Regions from separate parts of the Mus musculus genome. Here region 1 is linked to region 2. The links are chromatin contacts, called in public Micro-C maps. All regions are on one chromosome and are shown on one strand. Each heading gives the region's core, a stretch centred on a gene start, on an enhancer-like site or on the middle of the called end of the contact. The rest is flanking DNA. Distances are from core to core; before and after follow the strand shown. Region 1 holds the start of Greb1 (gene regulated by estrogen in breast cancer protein). Region 2 overlaps Greb1 (gene regulated by estrogen in breast cancer protein).

The links. Hi-C and Micro-C count contacts between places; a contact is called where the count stands out from the background.
Region 1: a contact with region 2 is called in a Micro-C map of granulosa cells, with 3 times the contacts expected there. The contact joins the promoter of Greb1 here to the enhancer-like site in region 2. A contact is called at or near these places in 24 of 39 promoter capture datasets (the 3T3-L1 cell line, 3T3-L1-derived adipocytes, the C10 cell line and 15 more), 2 of 15 datasets of contacts at CTCF or cohesin (the NIH/3T3 cell line and pro-B cells), 95 of 484 Hi-C or Micro-C datasets (the 3T3-L1 cell line, 3T3-L1-derived adipocytes, the 4T1 cell line and 59 more), 17 of 115 datasets of contacts at active chromatin or transcription factors (the NIH/3T3 cell line, the SCID.adh cell line, T-cell acute lymphoblastic leukemia and 10 more) and 4 of 9 other capture datasets (adipose tissue, embryonic stem cells, liver and 1 more).

Annotation. Positions count from the first base shown.
Region 1 is chr12:16,799,463-16,802,162 of GRCm38.p6, reverse strand. It overlaps Greb1 (gene regulated by estrogen in breast cancer protein), which reads left to right and starts at 1,277. Exons shown (of 35, transcript NM_015764.4): 1 at 1,277-1,516.
Region 2 is chr12:16,738,649-16,741,348 of GRCm38.p6, reverse strand. Greb1 (gene regulated by estrogen in breast cancer protein) reads left to right here. Exons shown (of 35, transcript NM_015764.4): 4 at 1,095-1,460. The coding sequence starts at 1,304. Among named protein-coding and RNA genes, the nearest start is that of Greb1, 61 kb to the left of the region's middle. Within about 2 kb of position 1,383, at least 14 of the 459 cell types and tissues checked have an H3K27ac peak or open chromatin away from gene starts, as enhancers often do. A contact at or near this core is called in the SCID.adh cell line, T-cell acute lymphoblastic leukemia, ganglionic eminence and 1 more, where this site is marked.

The sequences.
Region 1 (2,700 bases), core at 28-2,527, 61 kb before region 2:
CTCCAGGTCTCATTTCCTGGAGAGCTGACTTTACAGGCATGGGCCACCAAGCTTGACTTATATTTATGTATGGCTGGGGAACTCACCCCATCCTAGGCAATCAGTCTATCGACAGGACTACTTCTTGAATAATTTCATTACACAAACATCTGCAGTCAGTTAGGCTTGGCTAGGTCTTAGGCACGGGGCTCATCATGTTAACTGTTCCTAGTCTCGACTGTGCTTGGAATAGTTCCTAATTAGAATAGGAAGTTGATGCCCCTGCCATTAGGAAAGTGGGGATAGGAGAGCATTCCTCAACCTGCCCATTTTGTGGGAGATTGATGCTTATTCTCCTATTGTCTCCTGCTCCTAGTCAGACAGGCTCCCTGTTTTTCTAGGACCTTTGGCTGTGAGGCTGGCTCAAGCGCTCTGCTGTTGTTGTTGTTGTTATTATTATTCGATGTGTGTTGCAGTTTGGGGAACAGAGGACAGCTTGCAGCAGTTGCTTCTTACCTTTCCTCAAGTGAGTAACTAGGATCCAACACAGGGGTTCAGTTTTTGGCTGCAAGCTCCTGTACCCACTTAGCATCTCGCTAGCATGGCTGGGGTTCTTGAATGGCAGGAGGGTACAAGGTGCTCGGGATGTCTCTGGCAAGTTCTAAACACACAGGGATTTCCAGAAGAGGGAGGAGCAGGAGGAGGAGGAGGAGGAGGAGGAGGAGGAAGAAGGAGGAGGAGGAGGAGGAGGAGGAGGAGGAAGCTTTGATGACCATGGGTTCCTTCTGTGGTCTGGCTCCCTCAATTTCCCCCACTTTCTCTGCTGGCTGCTCGCAGCCACCTCTGTGTTACAGGGGCCAGAAAGGTTTGCACCGGCAAGTGCAGGTTTGCTCCTTCCCTCCAGTGCTCATCCTTCTGACCCACTCTCGCATCAGGGAAAGTTCTGGCTCCACCCGCTAGTATTAGGGGTTCCAGGCTCTTCCTCTGCTGATGTTAGGCAACTTCCTTATTGTAGGGCGTTCATCAATCTCCACTGTTGGGGGCCTAAGTCCCCTACCTCTGTCGGCTTGAACTGCAGGGGTATTGTCCTGCGGTCCACAGACACGCCCTGCGCCGGGTGGAGACATCTGGGAGGGGGGGGGGGTCTTGCTCACTGGTTCGTCCTCCCAACCCCACCTCCTCTTCGGGCATTTGTGGCCAAGCAACAAATGACCTCTGTCCCCGGAGGCTTCCGACTTCCGCGCGGACCCCTCCCAAACCGGGAACCCCGTGAGAACCCAGCGAGGCGGTGGGTGCCTGCAGCGGGGACGGGACGGGGCAAGCCAATCTCCTGTGCCTACACCTGGACGGAGCCGGAGCCGGAGCAGCAGTCCCAGCTCAGGTCTCCCCTTGCCGCCCCCCCCCCCCGCCCCCCAATCACGGTGGCCCGCAAGACCCGGACGGGCGGACTCTCAGGCTCCGCGGCTCCGGGCTTTGCGCAGCGCCGGCTCCGGTAGCGCGGGCTCCGAGGACGCCGGATGAGGACAAAGGGCGCGAGGTGAGGGTGGCCGCAGGGCTGGGGGTCTTGCGCCAAGGGGTGTGGGAGGTGTCCATGTCAGTGTGTGCGCGTGTGTGTGAGTGAGTGAGAGAGCCATCTAGAGCCACAGCCAGAACGAGCCAGAGCGCTCCTGGCACATGGTGAAGGCTTCGGCTGCGTAGGTAAGAACTTTAGGAAAAAGACAGCACTGCTCCAGGTTGTGTACACCGCGGCTCCGTTTTGGGGAGGCTGTTTGCCGCCCGCTGCCCCCCGGGGGTGGTGGCAGCCGCGTCTTCTGCAGCACGTGGGACAAGGGAGAAATGGGACTTCTTCCCAGAGTGGCCAGCCTGTGAAAGGCTGGTGGCTGTGGTGATCATTGGTTGAGTTTGGTTATTGGATCTCCGTTGGGAGCCACAAACAAAGGCTACTGGCTGAAGTCCAAGAAAGTGTGTGTGTGTGTGTGTGTGTGTGTGTGTGTGCGCGCGCACACACACACACACACACACACACACACACACACACGCGTCCGCCAGCCCACCAGTGATCAGGGTTAGGGTTGTGGAGGAAGGCCAGGAGACACTCCATGCAGAGAGACACTGGGCCATTTGCTGTCAAACCTCATTTAATCCTTGGTCCTGAGGAGCAACCAAAAGAAATTACCTATTTTATAGACTGAAGTTTTTCTTGAATCAACTTTTATTATAGAGTCAAGTGTTGCCCCAGGGCTTGAAATGCTGTTTTATTAGCCCTTTAAAACCATGAATGTGTAAATTTAACCAAATAAACACCCATTTAGTCCCATCAAGGACAATCTTTTGCCTTTAACAATGGGCGTCACACAAGATGATTCTGAACTTAGTCTCAAAAAGACGTGTGCAGGTCTGAGTTTGCATTGCTTGGTGGGCTGATGTTGCTGGGAGTTTTAATTTAGAGTCCATCTCGGTTTTCTTAGTTTCTTTACGCCCCCCCCCAACCTCCCACGCTGAACTTTGGCTCATTTAAAGTTTACAGTAGGATCTGTGACTTTTGGTTATCCCGCAACATTTGCTTCGGGATATCCGTTCTTCCTCATTCTGATAAGAGTATTCTTCACGGAGTTAGAAGTCATTTTGGTTTGAAATTGGCATTCCACCTTGGCCCTTCTTGTTATTGAAGGTGACTAAAGCGGTTTGTGGCTTAAAATGTTTTAAACATGGGGACAGCAG
Region 2 (2,700 bases), core at 134-2,633:
GAGATCCTCCTGCCTCTGCTTCCTGAGCACTGGGATTAAAGGTGGGCCCCTCCTTTGCCACCTGCTTACCATGATGCATTTGTATCTTGGAGCCTCTGTGTTAAGTGGAAGAAGCCGTTGGCAGAAGGCTTCCTGGCCAATGCTTCCATACGTGCAGTAGACAGACCAAGGAAAATCTGCAGTGACAGAGAGCAAGCTTGTTGCAGGGCTGGGGGGTGACAGCTCTGACACTTCTTTCTGGGGATGATGGACATCCAGACTGGTCATGTCACAGTTGCACAACATGGAGAGTACAGTACAAACCAATGAGTTGTCTACTTTGGTGTGTGAGTTAGTTTGAAGTTACCACAGATAAAGCAAGGCCGATTGTCTTGGGGGGCTGGAAGTATCAGTGGTTTCCTCTTCTTTTCAGAGGTTCTGGGATTGTTCTGCATTACTCCTTATGATAAAGATGTTCAATAAGCTAACATACAGTCATATCAGTGGTTCTCAACCGTCCCAGTGCCGAGACCCTTTAATACAGCTCCTCATATTGTGATGATCCACAACCATAAAATTAGCTCCAGTGCTATTTTGTAACTGTAATTTTGCTACTCTTATGAGTTGTAATGTAAATGTGCAGTTTTTTTTTCTGATGGTCTTAGGCAACCTATAGGGTTTGGACCCCATAGGGGTTGTGACCCACAGGTTGAAAACCCTTTGGACTTTAAAGGGAGAATTTTAACAGCCAGCCTTTTACCAGAAACAGCAGAGATAGAGTCTGCTGATCCTGCCTTTAGGGGTGTGTGTGTGTGTGTGTGTGTGTGTGTGTGTTTGTGTGTGTGTGTGTGTGTGTGTGTGTGTGTGCACATGCATGTCTCCTGTAATCCTAAAACCTGGGCTCATGCTCTCACGTTATCACAGATATGAGTAGCCATTTCTGGCAAAAGTTAATCTCATTTGCCTGGGGACCCTTGGAGGCAGGATCCTATCTCTGGGGGAAATCAGGAAAGCCTAAACTCTTCTTTGTGGGATACGCTAAGAGGCAGTGGGCTCTCTGAGTGTGGACTCAGTGGGGGTTGTTACTTATATAACTTCCTGTAATTGCCTGGCAGGAGCTGTGGAGAGCCGCCCTCTCCTGTCTGGTGCTGAGCAGAGGCTGCAACCCGTCCCCTCTTGCTGCTGCTGCTGCTGCTGCTGCTGCTGCTGCTGCTGCTGCTGCTGCTGCTTGCCTCTTTGTCGGGCTTTGTGAGGAGTCAGCCCTTCTAGGCAGAACTGAAATGTCATTTTAACCAGAAGACTCTGTCTTCTTTGTGCTCCGGAGATGGGCAATTCCTATGCTGGCCAGCTAAAGAGCACACGGTTTGAAGAGGTCCTCCACAACTCCATCGAGGCTTCCTTACGCTCCAACACCCTGGTGCCCCGGCCCATTTTCTCGCAGCTGTATCTGGAGGCTGAGCAGCAGCTGTCATCGTTAGAAGGTAAGAATCATACATTTCTTATGTTGGTGTGTGTGCAGTTTTTATTACGTGTGGCTACCGTTAACGACAGCCCTATTCAGAAGATCTAGAGTCTAGTGAAAAAGAATGAAAGTTGCACACAGATATTTTTATTTGTTTAAAGGTAAGTTTCAGGCTAAAAAATACAAAGAAGAAAAATCTTGGACTCATAAGAGACAGGGAGAACACTGTATGCTGGGCTCCCCCAAAAGCATTATTTATATCTGATGAGATAGTTTGTTGGTAAGGGATTTTAATACGTCTGGCCCTCAGCTCTGTATTTCCTTTCTTTTCCTCTTGCGATTCATGTTCTTATCTTTGTAAAAATCATTTAGAGGTTATGTCTCTGTGTGGTAACAGGTGTAAGAGTCTCACAAAAGCTTAAAAGAAATTAACAGAAAACCTTTTTGAATTTTACATGTACCAAGACTTAAGTTAATAAATGATCTGTAAGTATGTGGAGGACTTGAGAATTCCCCTTATCTGGAAGGTAAACTGTGTTTTCATGTCACGTAAGTAAGCCTGAAGCAATCCACAGGATGAACGGCTACTAGTCTAGAATTATTTATTTATATGTAAGTTTATGCTCTTTGCTTGAAATTACACAGAAATGTAAATAGTTTTTGAAGTAGAAAAGGTCATGGTTTTAAAGTGGAAAAAAATCATTAAAAAGGAAAGAAAAATGTCTGTCAAGTTTGTACTATGTTGGGCTTTAGGGCACAGTGTGTGGCTTGCCTGTCTTGAAGAAACTCTGTGCTGAGCAGGCCCATGGATGCCTGAAATCTCTTATTTTTCTGAGAGGGCAAACAGAGCCTCCTTGCAAATGGCACAGATAAAGATCTAAGACCCCAACCTGGGTCTAAGTCTAAGAGATTGTAGCTTGTGACCGGTGCTGTCAGGACAACATGGAATTCTCTGATAGTCATTAAGAGAGTCCTCATGTTTTCTGGCATAGGAAGTGTCTGACCTCACAGGGCATAGAGAAGTCCTTGGATATTATTTAATTGATCCCATTTTTGATCAGGTGAAAGGTTTCTGTGAAATACAATTTCCAGGGACCTCCTTAACTACTTACGGAGTTGACAAGTCTTGCTGGTGTCAAATTGAGAGCAGCAATCATGCTGGTGATAATTTAGAATACTCCAACAGTGCCCTAAAATCTACAGTCCATCCGTTCACCTGCTATTGCTGAGGCCCAAGGTGACTTGGAGATTCTGAGGGG